4 separate regions of the Mus musculus genome follow, and regions 2, 3 and 4 are each linked to region 1. Evidence: chromatin contacts called from public Hi-C and promoter capture Hi-C data. All regions are on one chromosome and are shown on one strand. The core of a region is the stretch at or near the end of the contact, and the rest is flanking DNA. Distances in the headings are between cores, read along the strand shown.

The links. Promoter capture Hi-C pulls out the DNA fragments that hold promoters and counts their contacts. Hi-C and Micro-C count contacts between places; a contact is called where the count stands out from the background.
Region 2: a contact with region 1 is called in a Hi-C map of cerebellar granule neurons, with 2.9 times the contacts expected there. The contact joins the enhancer-like site here to the promoter of Dio2 in region 1. A contact is called at or near these places in 15 of 39 promoter capture datasets (the 3T3-L1 cell line, 3T3-L1-derived adipocytes, the HPC-7 cell line and 10 more), 10 of 484 Hi-C or Micro-C datasets (the AtT-20 cell line, LSK cells, cerebellar granule neurons and 5 more) and 2 of 115 datasets of contacts at active chromatin or transcription factors (astrocytes and large pre-B cells).
Region 3: a promoter capture Hi-C map of liver shows a contact between it and region 1, with 5 times the contacts expected there. The contact joins the enhancer-like site here to the promoter of Dio2 in region 1. A contact is called at or near these places in 8 of 39 promoter capture datasets (the 3T3-L1 cell line, 3T3-L1-derived adipocytes, cranial neural crest and 5 more).
Region 4: a Hi-C map of cerebellum shows a contact between it and region 1, with 1.7 times the contacts expected there. The contact joins the enhancer-like site here to the promoter of Dio2 in region 1. A contact is called at or near these places in 9 of 39 promoter capture datasets (the 3T3-L1 cell line, 3T3-L1-derived adipocytes, cranial neural crest and 5 more), 5 of 484 Hi-C or Micro-C datasets (cerebellum, cerebral cortex and uterus) and 1 of 115 datasets of contacts at active chromatin or transcription factors (astrocytes).

The regions. Positions count from the first base shown.
Region 1 is chr12:90,736,951-90,741,303 of GRCm38.p6, forward strand. It overlaps Dio2 (deiodinase, iodothyronine, type II), which reads right to left and starts at 2,088. Exons shown (of 2, transcript NM_010050.4): 1 at 1,113-2,088. The coding sequence starts at 1,334. Gm26512 (a long non-coding RNA gene) reads left to right here and starts at 1,257. Exons shown (of 5, transcript XR_872906.2): 1 at 1,257-1,350.
Region 2 is chr12:89,503,415-89,507,767 of GRCm38.p6, forward strand. All of the region lies in intron 10 of Nrxn3 (neurexin III), which reads left to right. Among named protein-coding and RNA genes, the nearest start is that of Gm40537, 530 kb to the left of the region's middle. Within about 2 kb of position 1,932, at least 9 of the 459 cell types and tissues checked have an H3K27ac peak or open chromatin away from gene starts, as enhancers often do. A contact at or near this core is called in cerebellar granule neurons, where this site is marked.
Region 3 is chr12:89,528,661-89,533,013 of GRCm38.p6, forward strand. It overlaps Nrxn3 (neurexin III), which reads left to right. Exons shown (of 20, transcript NM_001198587.3): 14 at 4,231-4,350. Among named protein-coding and RNA genes, the nearest start is that of Gm40537, 560 kb to the left of the region's middle. Within about 2 kb of position 2,586, at least 5 of the 459 cell types and tissues checked have an H3K27ac peak or open chromatin away from gene starts, as enhancers often do.
Region 4 is chr12:89,548,901-89,553,253 of GRCm38.p6, forward strand. The region is part of intron 14 of Nrxn3 (neurexin III); the gene reads left to right. Among named protein-coding and RNA genes, the nearest start is that of Gm40537, 580 kb to the left of the region's middle. Within about 2 kb of position 2,566, at least 3 of the 459 cell types and tissues checked have an H3K27ac peak or open chromatin away from gene starts, as enhancers often do. A contact at or near this core is called in cerebellum, where this site is marked.

The DNA of each region.
Region 1 (4,353 bases), core at 838-3,337:
CCCTTCCACCTGCCCCAAGAGCAGCACTCGATTGAACGTCTGGCTTCGCTACTCCTCCAAACTCCCTTCTCTGACAAGCTCTTTCAGTACTGCTAGGAACACATTTCCTCTTTTTATAGAAACTTATTTCGTCCACATGAATTCATTCTTTCTAATACCCAGGATGGTTCAGAAGCCTAAGGGATGGACGACCGTACAAAAGTATTCATCCCACTTTACCCTGACTGATATGGTTTGAAAATGTTCCTCTAAACATGTCCTGGCAGCAGAAAGGCTGGAATACCGGAAGTTTTCGCATCCATGCATCAATCACTCACCCCAGTGTTTCAAAAGCTGATGGGAATACACTGTCCCCAGGTAAGGGAGGTCACCTCTCTAATGTCCAAGGCCTGACATAGGAATGCATTATAGACCCATCACTTCTTTGTATGGGAATTTATTTGTAGATTCGGTCTCACACACAAAGTCTGGGTTTCTGACAACCTATCCCTAGATCTTTCTTTTGCAAACTGACACTTAGTAACGAGGAGTCCACACATTCCAACTAAGTAGGTGGTCATGCTCAGCTTGCTTTCATTTGTTCTTAACTCCCTAAGAAATGGAGGGGCTATAGTGAGGTCACAGCCATCGTCATCATCATTATCATCATCACCACCACCACCATCATCCTCATCCAACTCTGACCATTTCAGCAGAAAGAAAACACTATTCAAACCTTCTCCTACATATCACACATGTAAAGCAAAGCAGCAGAAACCAGCTCATATCAAGGGCAGAACAAATACAGCAAGTTCCAAGCCCCCCTCCCAGAACTCTGATTTTACCTACAGTTATTTTATACCAGCACAAACCCCTTCAACTGCCAATTCAGTGCAAAGTAACAGCAGCCCTCATTAAAGACTCCTACTGAAGTCACCAAGAGTCCCCGTGGCTCCGTGTCTGTCACTCCCAAATCTAACCTGTGCAACAGGTGTCCCAAGTGGCACTGAGACTCCGTGGAACATAGTCACTGGAGAGGACACCCCAAGTAGGACTCCCCAGAGCCAGCAGCCCCACACCTTCCACACCCCTAGCCCTTGCGACCCAGGAGAAGCTCAGTGGCTGCAGCTCACCTGTTTGTAGGCATCTAGGAGGAAGCTGTTCCAGACACAGCGCAGCCCTTCTGAGGTCAGCATGCGCCTCCACTCTCCGCGAGTGGACTTGGAGCGGCTCAGAAGCAACGCCACGTGCTTGAGCAGAATGACCGAGTCATAGAGCGCCAGGAAGAGGCAGTTGGAGAAAAAGACTGGCAGGATCTGCAGGGTGATCAGCAAGTCTACGCTGAGGAGTCCCATCTTCTCTGCCTCCTCGGTCAGTCTCCTGGGCACTCTGCTTCCCCAGTCACCTTCTTTTTGCAAAGGAAGGTGGTGGTAGAGAAGTGGGGGACCAAGGGGAAGGTTGGGAGGGGGGTGAGGGAGAGGGAGAAAAGCTAAATTAGAAGAAATCCCAACTTGTCTCTTCTTTGAAAGAAGCAGAAATGGAAAGACCAGGTTCAGGCTCTGCAGCCCAGCAGTTGGAGTGTACCCATCAATTCATTCAATTCCGAGATGCATTTTTTTCCAGGATTTAAGATGGTTTAAAAAAAAAAAAAAGGCACCACCACCAGCAACAACAACAACAAAAACCCTGGCGTGCCAGTCCCTAATCCAGTTTACCCCTGTCAGAGTCCGTTAAAGACAGGAAGTTCTACTTTCATTTCCAGGCACCTATGAGACTGCAGAGATGGTAAAAATTTTCTTTTAGCTTTTCATGTTCCTTTAAACGCTGTCTGGCTTCTTGCACTGCCAATTTCTTAACTGTGCTGTAAGGGTAGGGGTTGTTTGGTTTGTTTGGGGTTTTTTTCTTTCTTTCTTTCTTTTTTTCTTTCTTTCTTTCGCTCTGTCTTTACTCCGTTGTAAACATACTTTCTGTTCTCCTCCTCCCAGCCTGTCTCCCTCTGCCTGTCCTTTCTCCAGGTTCTCCAGGAGCGGCTGTCCTCTGCCCCCTCCCTCTGGCGTTTCCCTCTTTGCTATCTTCTGCCTCCGCTGGCTGCAGAGTGCCTCTCTCTGCAGCTAGTGAGTCTCCCTGAAGCCTTTTATACATTCCCTGGCTAATTGCTGCAATAGAGAAATGAAAGCCTAATCTTGCTAAAGATCTTGACGTCATTGAGAAAGAGGGCTTACTTTGGCCAGGAGTGCAGTGAGCAGAAAGGCAAAACTCTACAACTTTTTTAAAAGGAGAGGTGGGGGAGACAGAAGGATTTTGCTTTGTGCTTTAAAGGGAGAGAAAGAAAAAACGATGTTACCTTTGACAAGTCTCAAGAAATGCTTCCAAACTTAAAGAAAAGTAATTTGTAGACTAATATGTTAACACTTTCCTCTGATTATCATTTTTATTAACTTAGGAATTTTGGCAAGAAAGCTTCCTGGCAGGCAGGTAGAAAAGCGAAAGCGTGAACATGGGTGCTCTCTGCTCCATTAAAAAGAAAAAATAAAGCTATTAATGCTCCCGTGTGGGCGTTACACCTTTACACAGGATTGGTTTTTTTCTCACCCGATCTCATTCCTGGGTGTTATGAATATATTTTCAGTAATGATCTTATCAGAGGGAATAGAAAGTGAATTTTGAGTTGGAAATTTTATAAACTATTTGAGACCACCATGGTATATCTTTAAAGATTATTCCCAAACTGAATTCAAGTATTATTTTTGGTTTTACTAAAGCTTCGATATTACAACAACAACAACAATAACAACTAACCTTCCAGCCATGGAAGGAGCTGCTGAGTGACCAACTCTTTCAGTGTCATTTCCCTACAACACTGATAAAATACTATTTCCATTCATTGGCATTTAGATCCCAGGAGACTGAGAAATTGATTATTTATGAGAATCTCTTAAATTCAGCCTTTAATAGTCCAGAAGCTTTAGGGAGCCATTTAGTTTGCTTGGAGGAGAAGATTAAAAGAAAGTAAAAAGGCTATAGGTAGTTAGGGGCTATATAGGTAGTAAGGGGCTATATAGATGGTAGGGGTTGTAAGTGGCTAGGGGCTGTAAGTGGTTAGGAATAGAAACAAACCAAGAATTAACACCAGGTGCCCCTTGGGCCTCAGTGGACTCTCTTGCCTTTTAGTTCCCAGGACAGTTATTTAAACAGATAGAACCTGGCAGTGAGTTTCCACCCCTACCTCCTTCTACGTTTCCTCCCTCTCTTACCTAACAGATCACTTCTAGGAGTGACATTTTTCTGAGAGTAGTAGTGACAATTATAGACACTGGAGTGGAAACATAAATTGAAATTGAAAGTCAATTTGTTGAGTTTTCTATGTTCACAGAGCTCCTGTCAAGCTCGAGCTGAACAGTAGATGCAAACAGGTGGTCAGTCCCTTGAGCTTCTATATCTTGCCCCCGGTCTCCAACTCTGTATTGACAGGACTGTAAAGCCTAAACAGAGGTCATTCTTTGTAGAGAGCATGGGCTAAAATCTGCATATGGATGTATTTTGTTCAGCTGGTAATATGGTTCTGAAAAATAGTCCCAAGGAGAGAGTAAGCTCTATGTGACCCACAACTCTTGTCTTCTCTACACATTGCCATCTCCCGAGCACATAAGAATCCTGGTTGGGACATGTTCAGCTCAGTGGTGTTCTGAATGAATGAATACCTAGGGCATATAGAGGGCTCAGCTCTGCTTCACACTAGGGGGCGCCATTCACATACAACATAACATGGTAGAGAGGTGCCCTGGAATTCTAAAATGAGGTAGCTTTTTGCATGGCTGCTCCCCAAAGACAAGGGCTCTCTACCATCATATTTTTATTTCTTTCCTCTTCTCTTCTCTTCTCTTCTCTTCTCTTCTCTTCTCTTCTCTTCTCTTCTCTTCTCTTCTCCTCTCCTCTCCTCTCCTCTCCTCTCCTCTCCCCTTCCTTCCTTCCTTCCTTCCTTCCTTCCTTCCTTCCTTCCTTCTTTCTTTCCTTCCTAATCGTCAATTGTGAGGTTTGAGTGTATACTCCATGGGCTAAATTTTTATTTAGATGAGGAGACTTTAGATGTTTGAAAAATTAACATAAACCACGGAATATCTCTCCTTGGACCAGCATGTGCTGTTTGCAAAAAGATATTCACAAATACAATGTTTGTGTGTTCCTTTCTTTCAAACTTCTCAATGCCTTTATGGGAGGAAAGAGAGGACAAAGAGGAGGGGGTTGCAAAGTACCTTAATTAGTGTAGATGAGGGCACTTCAATTCCTGATGAAGTCCCTGGCAACTAGGATGGGAGGTATACCCCTCCCCTGCCCCCTGAAATGAAGCTTCTACTCACTGCCCAGTCCTGAAAA
Region 2 (4,353 bases), core at 682-3,181, 1.2 Mb before region 1:
TTAATAATTAAATATCCCTGATTAGTCACCCTCCATGTGTCTGTTCTTTCTACCAGCAAATGCATTACTCTTTTTAAGAAAATGGAGTGTCCAAAAATATAGAATTTCATAGGGAATATAATTAATATTGAAGAGTATGCTGTAGGAGGGGCTGGACATGTTTGACTTAATGGGCTGTTCATTTATTTAATTTTTATTCACTAAGTACCTACTGTATATCAAGCATTGTTATGGGAAGAACTGAACATATAGTGATGGCCAAATAGACAGATTCTCTGCAGAATGGAATCTGTATTTAGGAAGGCAATGTGTAAATGAATAAATTCATATGTATGTAAAAGAGTTCTGAGAGTCTCATACAAAGTGCAAGTGCTTCCTGCCAGCACACTATATGTTAGCAATATGCTCAAAGAGTGGAAGATAAAAGGTACACAAAAATTACCCATCTCCTATTATTAAACCAATAGAGTAGATTAGAAAATAGTATTTGAAAATGTTAAGATTACATCTTCAGATTCTGGTGTAGGTGGTGGGCTTATAATTGTCAGTCATATGAAAAAGCAACCAATTGTGGTTCAAAAATTAAGACTGGCAAAAGAAGGTAACCTCTCTTTCAGAATTTGATGGATAATTGTAATTAGTCAGGTGATGATCCTGAGTCTGCAGCCTAGCATCCAAGCACACATTATGCTGAAATCATATCCATATAAGGAAATAAACTCGAGGCAGCATGGGGCAATTACATGGAACTCTACTGGCATCTGAGCTGGCCTCTGATCTAGCCTTGACATTAACTCCCTGCAGGATGTTTAGGAAGCCACTTGCTATTCCTGACCCTTGTCTAATACAGGCTGCAGTCACAGCTGTCGCCCCCAGTGCCTCCTGTGAAGAGCAAGACAGTTGGACAGTCAGAATCCTAGGGTTTAATACAATCAGTGCCAGTAAATGGTTTTATGCCTTCGGGATAGATATACAAAATCTCATTTTCTTCAATTCCCCATCTTTCAATGTGAACTTCTGTTATTTTTAAGGCCCTTTCCATCATAAATGTTATGTGATAGTGAGTCCTAAACTTTAATTGATGAGTCTGATCTTTATTACCTCTGTAATTTAAGTGTAATTTTAGTGGAGTATAGTGTGTGTGTGTGTGTGTGTGTGTGTGTGTAGAGACAGAGACAGAGACACAGAGAGACAGAAATGGAGAGACAGAGACAGATCAATCTACATGGAGGAAAACACACAGCATATATCCATTTAGCATTGGATGTTGCGATAGCTGTTTTACAAGTATCAATTCATTTAATCCCCAATAATTCAATATTCTTTCAAAATAAATGTTCCTATTGTCACTTTACTGAAGAGGAATGGGATATTAGAGCTGTGTAATTAAGCTTCAAATTCACATCTGTGTGATTCCAAAGAAGGAAGCAGTTTGCTGCACTTTGCAATCCATCAAAAGAAAATGATTTCTCTTCCAGTGCAGGCAAACTATAGGGAAGTGAGGAAGGGCGAGGTGGGGAATACATTTCAGGATGTCTACCGTGGTACTTTGTCTCTTCCCTCCTAGAAAAGAAGGTATGCAGAGTCATACCAATTATCCCATATCCAATTCCACAGAGACCCAAATCAGTCTTTGGAAATAGCATCTGACCTACAGACCATCAGAGTAGCTTAATGGTATAAAATTAATGTAGAAAATGAGATGAAAGAAAAAAAAAAGATTATGTTGTTTAGAAGCCACTTTCAATCTCCATTAATTATTCAAGCTGTCCCCATGAGCTGTGAGGTCAAACAGGGGCCTGCAAATGCTATGGTGGTGAGTAGCACTAATTCTTTTGGATTTGGCTGGTTAAAATCCCAGAAAGGCACAATTTACAGCATGTTGTGAATAGAGGCCACTAGGTGGCACTCTCACCCCAATCTCGCTTAGCAGTGTGTGCCTTTCATTTTCCTGGAAAAACACAAAGAACACAAAGATTTGCAGAACTAAGGGTACAATAATCCCTTGCCTTGATCATTGTTCTTTTATAGAACCTTTGGAATAAAGGCAATTACATGCTGTGCTTTCTGTTAGTCCCAACAATTAGAACACAGGGCTAAAGCGTGGAATGTCCAAGCCATCTAGTAATTTTATTTGAAATTAATAAATCCTTTCACTTTCTGCCATACCTCCTACCTCAATGCTGGTGGCAGGCAGCAGCTACAAAGAAGAAAGGAATTTGGGAGAGGTAGAGAGTTAGTGTCTTTGTCTGGTATTTTTGTTGTTGTTGATGTTTTTTTTTTTTTCTTTTTTTTCTTTTTTTTTTCAAACAGTGAAAGCAGGTTTGGGAATTTACTTTTAATTTAGAGAATTCGTTAAACCAGGTTGTGAATCTAAAATATACATAGACCCCCAAGTTATAAATGGTGCCTTACTGGCTTACTTAGTAATCCCTTTCATGCCATCGAAGGTCCCCCAGTGTGACAAATTTCTAACTAGTCTACACAAATGACAGAGAGTAGGCCAGGCTCACATGTTACCAAAGGCCAGGAAAGAATTAGTTTCCAACCTGGTGTTTTTCACTTATTATCATATAATTATATTCTTAGAAAAGTATTAAGTTCAGTTGACAGTTAATAAGGCTTGATTGATTGACTGGGCTGGATTTCTATTATGAATAACAAATTAAAAGAATGCCTTTCTTGGTTTACACTCCTCAGAGCAGCGACCTGATGTGCTAAAACCACACACTTGGCATGGAACTTCTCGCTAGTGTAAAAACTCACCCCACTTCTGCCCAGTTGACTTCTCTCTTCTCCACCTACACTTTAATTTGTCAAAGATTCCAAGAAATCATATTATACAGGTTAATAAAAGTTGATAAAGTGAGCATAGGAAAGCTTTGGTCAAATGAAGCTCTTCATTACAAGATTCATGGGGCCCCTTTGATAAGCTAATGCACATTGCTGTTCACCAATAATTAGATATGCATCAATTGCTTTAGATTATTTTTAAGAATAAGGTATTTTATGATATGGCATGCTTTTAAAATGTGCTGAACACCTGATGGAAAATGTTTAGATCAAGTGAGGCTGGAGAATTGTGACATAAATGTGAAAATTCCCCAACTGGGCCTTTTTAAGTCCTCCTTTTCTTCATATTCTCATGTGTTTGGAAGTCATGGGCAATCTAATGCTTTCTCCTGGCATTTCCCAATATTATTATTACTAACATAATTATTATCATTACTATTATTATTTGGCTAAGCTTGGACTGTTGGCCCAGATTCACACATACACACAAAATTGGTCCTACAAATTCTGACCTTCGAGTTGACATCTCAAATATGAGCCCACTGCATGTTATCCCACTCTACCACTTATACTTGCTGAACTCAGCCTCTGCTGTATGCCATTGGACATCCAGAAGGCACTAGAATGGTCCATGTATAAGAAGACATTGCTTGCAAATTAATTGAGAAATGATTAAAATGACCAAAGAAAGGAAAACAGTGAATGCAGAATAATTTGTATTAGCCAATAATTAAGGTCCCAGACACTTTCAAGATGTCTTATGTGCTGATGCCTTTAATTCTGACAGCTTCAGACTCAATTCACAAATGGAAAATGGAGGTACACAAACATTAAGAACCTCATCCAAGGCAACCTAGTGACATGTTTACTATGTGGTATGGTCTCTTGGGAAATTACAGATCAGGCAAGAGTTCTCCTAGATTCAATTCCATCATCATTCAGAATTGTAGTATGTGGATGACTTGTCACCTGCCAGTAAACTATGGAAGTAAGTGCACTACAAAGGGTCAAGGCAACATGGTTGTTTTTTTGGGAAACAGGCCCAATCAATTACCCTGAATTAGATAGAATAGCATGTGAGAGTGTGAGATACCCAGCTACCCAGCTGTGGAGAAAAAGTAAGGACTCTAGTACATTTCCTACCTGGCACTGGCAACATCAATTTAATCTATAGCTTTTTCTGAGCAAGAATATAAAGAATGAATCAAAACTCTCTTCAGAGATATTAGAGCACACACATACAATGCGAACTGTGGGGTGTGCAATCCTGGATTCAGTTGAACAATTTACCACCTGTTGGGACTTAACCAAACTGCTTCACCTCTGAACACTAAGCACCTTTACCTCAAAGGCAACACAATGATGCCATCAAAAACTTAATGGTAGTAATGACACATGCCATAGTTGGAGTGCAGAGCACACTGAATATCATATGGAGATATGTAGTCCTCATTTCACTTTATTGCTCTTCACCAGGTTAGTTTTCTTTCCTCTGGAATTTGAGAGCATCTGCTGTGAGGTATACATACACTCATCAATAAGTGAAAAGAAGTTTGGTCT
Region 3 (4,353 bases), core at 1,336-3,835, 1.2 Mb before region 1:
GGACCCAGCAATACCACGCCTGGGCATATATCCAGAAGATGTTCCAACTGGTAATAAGGACACATGCTCCACTATGTTCATAGTAGCTTTATTTATAATAGCCAGGAGCTAGAAAGAACCCAGATGTCCCTCGACAAAGGAATGGACACAGAAAATGTGGTACATTTATACAATGGTGTACTGTGCAGCTATTAAAACAATGCATTTATAAAATTCTTAGGCAAATGGATGGATCTGGAGGATATCATCCTGAGTGAGGTAATCCAGTCACAAAAGAACACACACGATATGCACTCACTGATAAATGGATATTAGCCCAGAAGCTTGGAATACCCAAGATACAGTTCACAAACCACATAAAACTCAAGAGGAAGGAAGACCAAAGTGTGGATACTTCGAACCTTCTTAGAAGGGGGAACAAAACACCCATGGAAGGAGTTACAGAGACAAAGTGTGGCATAGAGACTGAAGAAATAACCATCCAGAGACTGACCCACCTGGGGATCCATCCCATATACAATCACCAAATACAGACACTGTTGTGGGTGCCAACAAGTGTTTGCTGACAGGAGCCTGATATAGCTGTCTCCTGAGAGGCTCTACCAGTGCCTAACAAATACAGAAGTGGATGCTCAGAGTCATCCATTGGACTAAGCATATGGTCCCCAGTGAAGGAGCTAGAGAAAGGACCTAAGGAGCTGAAGGGTTTGCAGCCCCATAGGAGGAACAACAATATGAATTAACCAGTACCCCCAGAGCTCCCAGGGACTAAACCACTAACCAAAGAGTACACATGGGGGGAATCCATGGCTCTAGCTGCATATGTAGCAGAGGATGGTCTAGTGGGACATCAATGGGAGGAACGATCCTTGGCCTTGTAAGGCTCTATGCCCCAGTGTGGGGAAATGCCAGGGCCAAGAAGTGGGAGTGGGTGGGTTGGTGAGCAGGGAGAGGGGGAGGGGGAAAGGGGCGAGAATAGGGGATGGGGGAGGGTGTTTTTTGGAGGGGAAAGCAAGAACAGGGATAACATTTGAAATGTAAATAAAGAAAATATCCAATAAAATACAGTTTACAAAGAAGATAAACCCAGGGAAAGCCCCCCCCCAAAAAAAAAAGAAAGAAAGAAGAGAAGGGAAGGGAAGAGAAGAGAAGAGAAGAGAAGAGAAGAGAAGAGAAGAGAAGAGAAGAGAAGAGAAGAGAAGAGAAGAGAAGAGAAGAGAAAAGAAGAGAAACAAGAGAAACACCTGGAGAGCCTGTTACAACTCAGATTCCTGATCTAGCCCCCAAGCAGTAGGGCTACCTGGAGCCTGGAGATGTACTTGGCTCACAAGCTTTGGGATGATGCTCATGTCATAAGACAGGGCCAAAAAGGGGGAGTGGGTGGGTAGGGGATTCGGGGGGGGGGTTATGGGGGACTTTTGGTATAGCATTGGAAATGTAAATGAGCTAAATACCTAATAAAAAATGGAAAAAAAAAAGACAGTGATAACAGTCTGAATATCAGCATGTTAGAGAGGTGGGAAGGATACTGTTACACAGTGATCTGGGGACAGATGGTAGGTAGTGTAACAGGGATAGGAGGCAAGAGACTCGTGATGAAAACCTTGAAATGAGCTCCATGTTTAGTTGTGAACTGATGTGAAGTCATTGAACATACAGCTGGATAGTGATAATGCAGCAGTCATGGGGTTTACCCTTATGGGATAAGGAATAGCTTAGAAGAATTTGGAAATGGTCTGTAATTCCCTCTCTGATTCCTGAGCAACCGTTTAATGGATAAGACTTAGTCTGTTCTCTTTGCAGACTAAAGTCTCACTTTATCATTAAGGATTTAAAAGTATGAGATAAAGGAAACTCATGAACCTAGCAGTTCATGTCAGCTAGTCACATATGGAAACACTTTGTTTGAATGCATGTATTCCTAATGCAGAAAGAACCTCCCCAAAGCAAAATACACGACTTCTAAAAAGTGTGCACCAACTAGTCTTTTAATAACAAATATTTTAAAACAGATACATAAAAAGTAGAAAATAGTAGAATGCATAATAAAATTCAAATTGTCACATGGAGACATTAATGCTGCAGATAATAAGTGTGTGGCCACAAAGAAGGAGAAGAATCCTGCATGTAGTTATTGAAGAATGTTTGATCTGGGGGGGGGGGGAGGGCAATGTGCAGACTGGTCTTTTAAAATGGCTAAACTATGGCCGTTAGAGGGGAGGAGAATGGCTTTTCTCCAGCTTCAGTAACCATGCAAAGAATTGCTGTGTTTTCTCAAAGTTTTTGCGTTTCAAGGGGAAGCCTTCCATGTGTTTCTGATTCTTGAGCACAGTTGAATTACTAGTCCATTGTCTGGTGAGAGCTGTTTGGCTAGGGAGCCCTGTGGCTTTCTCAGACACTTTTATCCTTTGAAAGAAGCTGTCCTGATTTGCCATTGTTAATGAAACTTGCAGGACACAATGCTCAAGTTTAAGACCCACTGAGAACATGACCATGTCCCTCCTTTCATCTCCACATGGGGGAACCACACAGCAAATAGGAGCTGCAGAAGCCCAGCAGTGGCGCTGTTCCCTCAGCGTTAGTAATTGGCTTGAACTTTCTTATGTCATATCCTAATAGCTTTGTCTCATGATTGATGGCTTGCTCTGCTTCCACCCTTCATGAATAAATACAAAATGTCTTGCCACCTAGAAGTTGAACTCTCTCTCTCCTAGTTTATCTATCTTGAACACCCTGCCTGGTCACATTTAGTATTCTGTGCCTGTGTGAAGCTTAGCTTGGAAAATGCAAAAGATGCAGTAATAATAAATATTTTTTAAATAAATAAATATATTTTCTTCACTCTGTCAAGTGCTTTTATGCATTGATTCGTAACTAATACATTGGCTGAGCCATAGTGGCCATCTCCTTTGCTGAGAATCTTGGGGAATCTGGACTAATCCTGAATTTTACACTATTTTTTTTTGTTAGCTCAGATATTACTATTTATATTTACCCCTAGGTCAAAGTATAACTTAAGAATGAAAAGAGAATGGTTAAAGATTGGTTTCAGACTAACTAAAAAGATTGATATTAATGGCTGTCTGTAGGGATGAGATTGCAAATCTTGTATAATATTCTTTTTTACTCCCGTCTGGAAAATAAATAGATTCCTAGAATGCCTTGGAAGTGGATATACTGGCTTATAAATTATGTACATGCACCACTATATTTAGATAGGTAAAGACACATAAAAATAGAAATGATAATGAAAGAAAATTACCCAGGATTTACTAGTTTCTCCTTACAGCAAAATAATTCTTTTGCATCTTCTGGTCTAGAAACACCCCAGGGGCGGGCACACCTTATCATGTATATTAAATCTCTAAATAACAGTGTGGCATAGTGTGGTAGCTTTCAAAGCGTGGGCTGCATTAGAATTGTTGAAGGTTATGCAGATGGATTTCTGTCTCCTTCAAAGTTTCCAGTTTAATAGATTAAGGGTGGGCTCCAAGAATTTGTAGTTCTACCAATACTCGATGACTGTTCTAAGGACTGCACTCTGGGAATCTGGTGAAGAGGTAGTCTCCATATTTATCTCTCTAAAATAGGCATTAGCATTCCTAGAGAAAGTTGGGGCCTTGGGTAAATTGGTTTAATACTATAAATCTATGGAATGGAGTTTAATCATAATTACCTATTTGAGCTTCTCGGGGGACTTAATAACACAATTTACATAAATTGTTTAACACCTATAGGACACAGCACACTTGAGCTAATTTTCCCTCCTTTTCCTTTCTACTCATAATTGCAGCATTACAGAATGGATTTAGGGGCCTTTAGTTTTGGAATAAAACATTGTACATTATTTCTTTAGAATTATGAGAACAATTTTTCTCTACTTTAGCATTATTCAAGTACAAATCCATGCTCCAAATAAGGTGTCTTTCTTGTTGAATGTTAGAACATGAAACTTTTATGCAAAGTCTACCTAAAGGAGAACATGCGTTCAGCCCTCTCCCTTTCCTGTGTAATCATTGATGGTGTGTGGCCAACTATGTATTTCTGTCATACTTGGTATATACTGAATTCTGTTGCATGTGATGGAGTTGATATTTTTTGATGGTTGTGTTTTTGACCGTGTTGGGGCATGGTGGTGGTAGATTTAGGTGATGTCTTAGTTGATTATTTGTTAATGTTTGTTCTTTCCTTCTTTCTCACCCCACACCCTCCACTTTTGTGCACTACCAGGACCCAGTACAACCTGTCAGGAGGATTCATGCGCCAACCAGGGAGTTTGCATGCAGCAGTGGGAAGGTTTCACCTGTGACTGCTCCATGACATCATATTCTGGAAACCAGTGCAATGACCGTG
Region 4 (4,353 bases), core at 1,316-3,815, 1.2 Mb before region 1:
TTTCTAACATAGTGTTTCATTGTAAATCTTCTAGCACATTTTAACACCTGGAGAAAACATAACTTTGCCAAACCTTCTTTGGCTGTTGGACCCATGCTCTTCATTTGTTCACCTGTGAATGCTCAGTGGGCCTTGAACTAATGGGTATTAGTGTAGTTTTTACATGTTTGTTCAGAAATGGATTGTTTCTCTAATTTGGATCAGGACTATTTGATTATTTCAATTACAAATTGCTTTAGTATAGTGCCAGTCACCAAAAGTTTGGCTTCCTTGCTCACTTGTTTCAATGACCTAGCTCTCTATGAGGTACCTGTCACAAATGCCCATCCAGTATTTTGTGTACATTGAATTCTATAGGGTCAGTAAAATTGCTTGTTTGCCCTTGTATTGCTGATACTTTATATAAAATCTGGCAGAGTGTGAATGTTAATGCAGTTCTCATAAATATATGCAATGTATCTGAAGCTTGATGGTGAAGATTACACTTGTTACCATGACCTAGCAATGGCAGACAAAATGTTTGAAATTATCAACTTGAAAATAGCAAATGGTCATTTTACCTCACAGTTTCAGAGGGTTTGGACCATGCTCAATTGGCTATGAAGCTTTGACAGTATAATGCACAGTACAGAACATTTGGTATAGACAGTTCTCAACATGTGAGTCATGACCCATTTTGGTTTGACATATCAGACACCCTGCATATCACATATTTACATCATGATTCATAATAGTAGCAAAATTAGTTATGGGGTGGCAATAAAATATTTTTATGTTTGGGGGGGTCACCACATAAACAACTATATTAAAGGGTTGTAGCATTAGGAAATTTGAAAACAACTGATATAAAAGATCTTTCACTTTATGGTAGCCAGGAAACATAAAAAAAAAGAAAGAGAAGGATCCCAGTGTCTTCTCCAACATCACAGCCCCCATGATCTAATGTCCTTCCATGAATTTCCACCATTCACCACTTCTCAATGGAGTGTCAGGCAGAGCACCAAATGTCAATGTTTAGAACTTCAGGGAACATCTAAGACCTGAACTGTAATAATGATAATAATGAGATATTAGTTTGGAAGCAAATAGGGGATTGATGTAAATGCTATAATGAGCCAGGCTAGGCACAGTCATTAATTTGTTATGATTATTCATTATTTATACTAGTTACATATATATATATATATAATATATATATATATATTATATATATATATGTGTGTGTGTGTGTGTGTGTGTGTGTGTGTGTGTGTGTGTGTAACTACCTCATTTATCTTACATTTTACATAGAAGTGCATTGTAAGAAGAATACTACATTTCCTAGGATTAGCTAATCAATAACAAAGGTCAACTTTGTCCGGATAGTGTTATATATAATTATGCCTTTCTATCTCCCACTCTCCTTTATGACAGAAGGGAAGGGCCAGAGGAACAGGCTTCTCTTATGTAAGGAGGGGCATGTTAAAGGGATACCTGAGTACTAGAAGAAAAAGGGGATTGGAGGGAAGCCTACAGCAAAATCACAATGCTATATACTAAAGTTTGTGATAAAATTTTAATTCTTGTACTTAATTGTTCATGTTCTTTTCTAAGCAAATACTTTTTTCCTCTAAAAAATGACTTTATATTTAATTATTTCCTCTATCTTTCAAAAATCAAATATATCTCAAATTAGTCCACATAACCAGGGTAATGTGGGCTATATGGTAACCATATGTACCATTTTTATAGACATGAAGTTCAATGTATGCATTTCTTATTTTATCTTTATGTCTGATCTGCTCTGCCCAAGTTCAGTGGGCTATATGGTAACCATATGTACCATTTTTATGGACATGAGGTCCAATGTATGCATTTCTTATTTTATCTTTATGTCTGATGTGCTCTGCCCAAGCTCAGTGTTATGTGGAACAAACAATGTGAACAGGGAAGGATGGTGGGAAACACCAGGGACTTCTTGGAGAACTGAACATTTAATTGTAGTCAAGCAAGGAGGAATCACAGCGGTGGTACCCTATTAAGTGAGATCCACAAGACTCTGGAGGCAAAAGGTTTCAGATGAAAAGAATTGCCCTACTTTTTTTTTCTATGTTGCCGTGATAATATTCCACTGCAAAAACAACTTAAGGAAGAAAAGATTGATTTGGTTCACAATTTCAGTTTACAGTCTATCATCCTTGGGAAACTGGGGCAGCAGTTGATCATATTACATCAGCAATCAAGAACATAGACCAATGAATTGATGTATACATTCTGGTGGTTGACTCCCTTTCTTTATTTTTTATAAAACCACAGGATTCCCTTTATAAGGAATGGAGCTACCCACAGTGGCCATGCCTTCTATCTTCACTAAAATAATCAGGATAGTTTCCCAGAGATATGCCTACAGGAAATCTAGCCCAGACAATCCATCAATTAGACTCTTTTGGCCGGTGATTCTAGATTGTATCAAGTTGACAAAATTAACCATCACAAGTACTAAGGGATGATTTTGCACAAGGGTATGAGTTGATCAAGACCTGGCTTAGAAGAATTGCTGGCAGTGTGTGAGCGGCAGCTGAACATAGAATAAGCTGTGTGGAGAGTAAACATCACTCATCTGCTCAGGGCAAAGAGCCAAAGCCTGGCTCAGTTTGTGAAAGAGTGGATTGAATGAAAGTTTCAAAGAACATTGAGTGAAGCCAGGAAAAGCAATAGGAGGAGCCTACAGGCTAAAGGGCATTTTGACACTAGGATTTTGACACTGTAAGCTTTAGGTCTAGTCTCAAGTTAAAAAAAATATCAAGCCACCCAAAGGCTGATAGTAAAGTCTAATAATCAAAGGATTGGTAGGATGGCTAAAATGTAATAAATATATTCCATTTATAAACTTGAAGATCTGATTATTGTTCCTTTTTTATTTTATATATGCTTGGATTTATAATTAATAGATCTTATACGTTAAAGAAATCTACATATAGGCACTAAACACCTTTTTGTGTTACTCGGACAGCTCATAAATTCCAGCTACGTGTTGGACTTAGAGGTATCAGATAATGTTTGCTGTATGATTTCTAGTAAAATGAATTGTGAATTCTCTGATTGAAATATAATTTTAATATCCTTTACTGTGTATGGCTGAGAAAAGTTCATTCCAAGTTCATTTTTTTCTCCCTGATGTGAACTAAGTTCTGCTACTGTTGCCCGGCTCTAGGCAATTATCATGAAGAAATTCCAGGGAGCCCAGAGGACCTTTCCTTCAAATACCTGTTCACCTAGAGTGCTTGAGGCATTCAATACTATTAGTTCCTGCATCCCTTTGAAATATGTACATTATTTCATCTTTATGGGAACACAGTTTTGACCCTTGGAGTGTATAGATAATCTCCCCTGCAGTATAAGAAAATTTTGACCTTAAGCAAATATTATAGAATTCTGGACCCCCAAATTTTATGTAGCAAAGGCTTGAGGGATGTGTACTCTCATTTTAGGTTTCTCGCTTTCTACTCCTTCTTCCCTTTAACTGCAATTTCCAGTTGGCTGTAAGAATTCTCAAGACATCAGTACTACATTTTCTTGCACCGTATTCTCATAATTTTGTGAGAGCTTGTGCACACTGAAACGCAAAGCTCCGGTTCCTTACTATACCTTTTGCTCACAGTTGACCTGGGTCATCTTTGCTGTCAGTTGCTTGTATTGGGCTTAAGCTTTCAGGTGGAATGATGCTAATACAGGTCAGTTCTGTTCCATCCAGGGGATTATGTCCCATCAGGCAGCCTTGGCATTCCCCTTTGTTAAAGAACAACAGAAGGCAAGATAAAGTGTTTGATGATTGGATTAAGGGGGATGAACTTATAAATTGTGGTCATCTACCCCCTCACCCCCCGAGAAGGTAGGCATAAGGTAAAGTATGATTTGCTTCTGTGTTAATCCTATGATTTTCTGGTCCCATGGCTTAGAAAGTTGAGGATTTGTCAAGTGGCTAAAGAAGGACAACCCAAGGTTACATAGATTCGATGAGTTTGTTTAGAAGTTCAGAAAATAAACCCTACCACTTTTAGATATCTGCATAAGGAAGTATGTTTCAATATTTTGGGGTCTCAAGAAAAAAACTATTTCTCTTTAAGAAATTAAAAAATATTCCTATGAATTAATCTATTATACTCTGTCACCCAAATTAAAATAGCCATACTATTTTTTTTTAAAAATCATGACTTAATTTTAAGATAATGAGGAAGTTCAAGTATACAGAAATTAAAGAAAATCGTCTTTGCCATGGTAGTAAGTGTAAATGTTTTGTTTTATTTAATCAATTTTGCAATTTATAACATGGAAATTATATGCAACTATAAACAAATGAATATTTGAGAACCA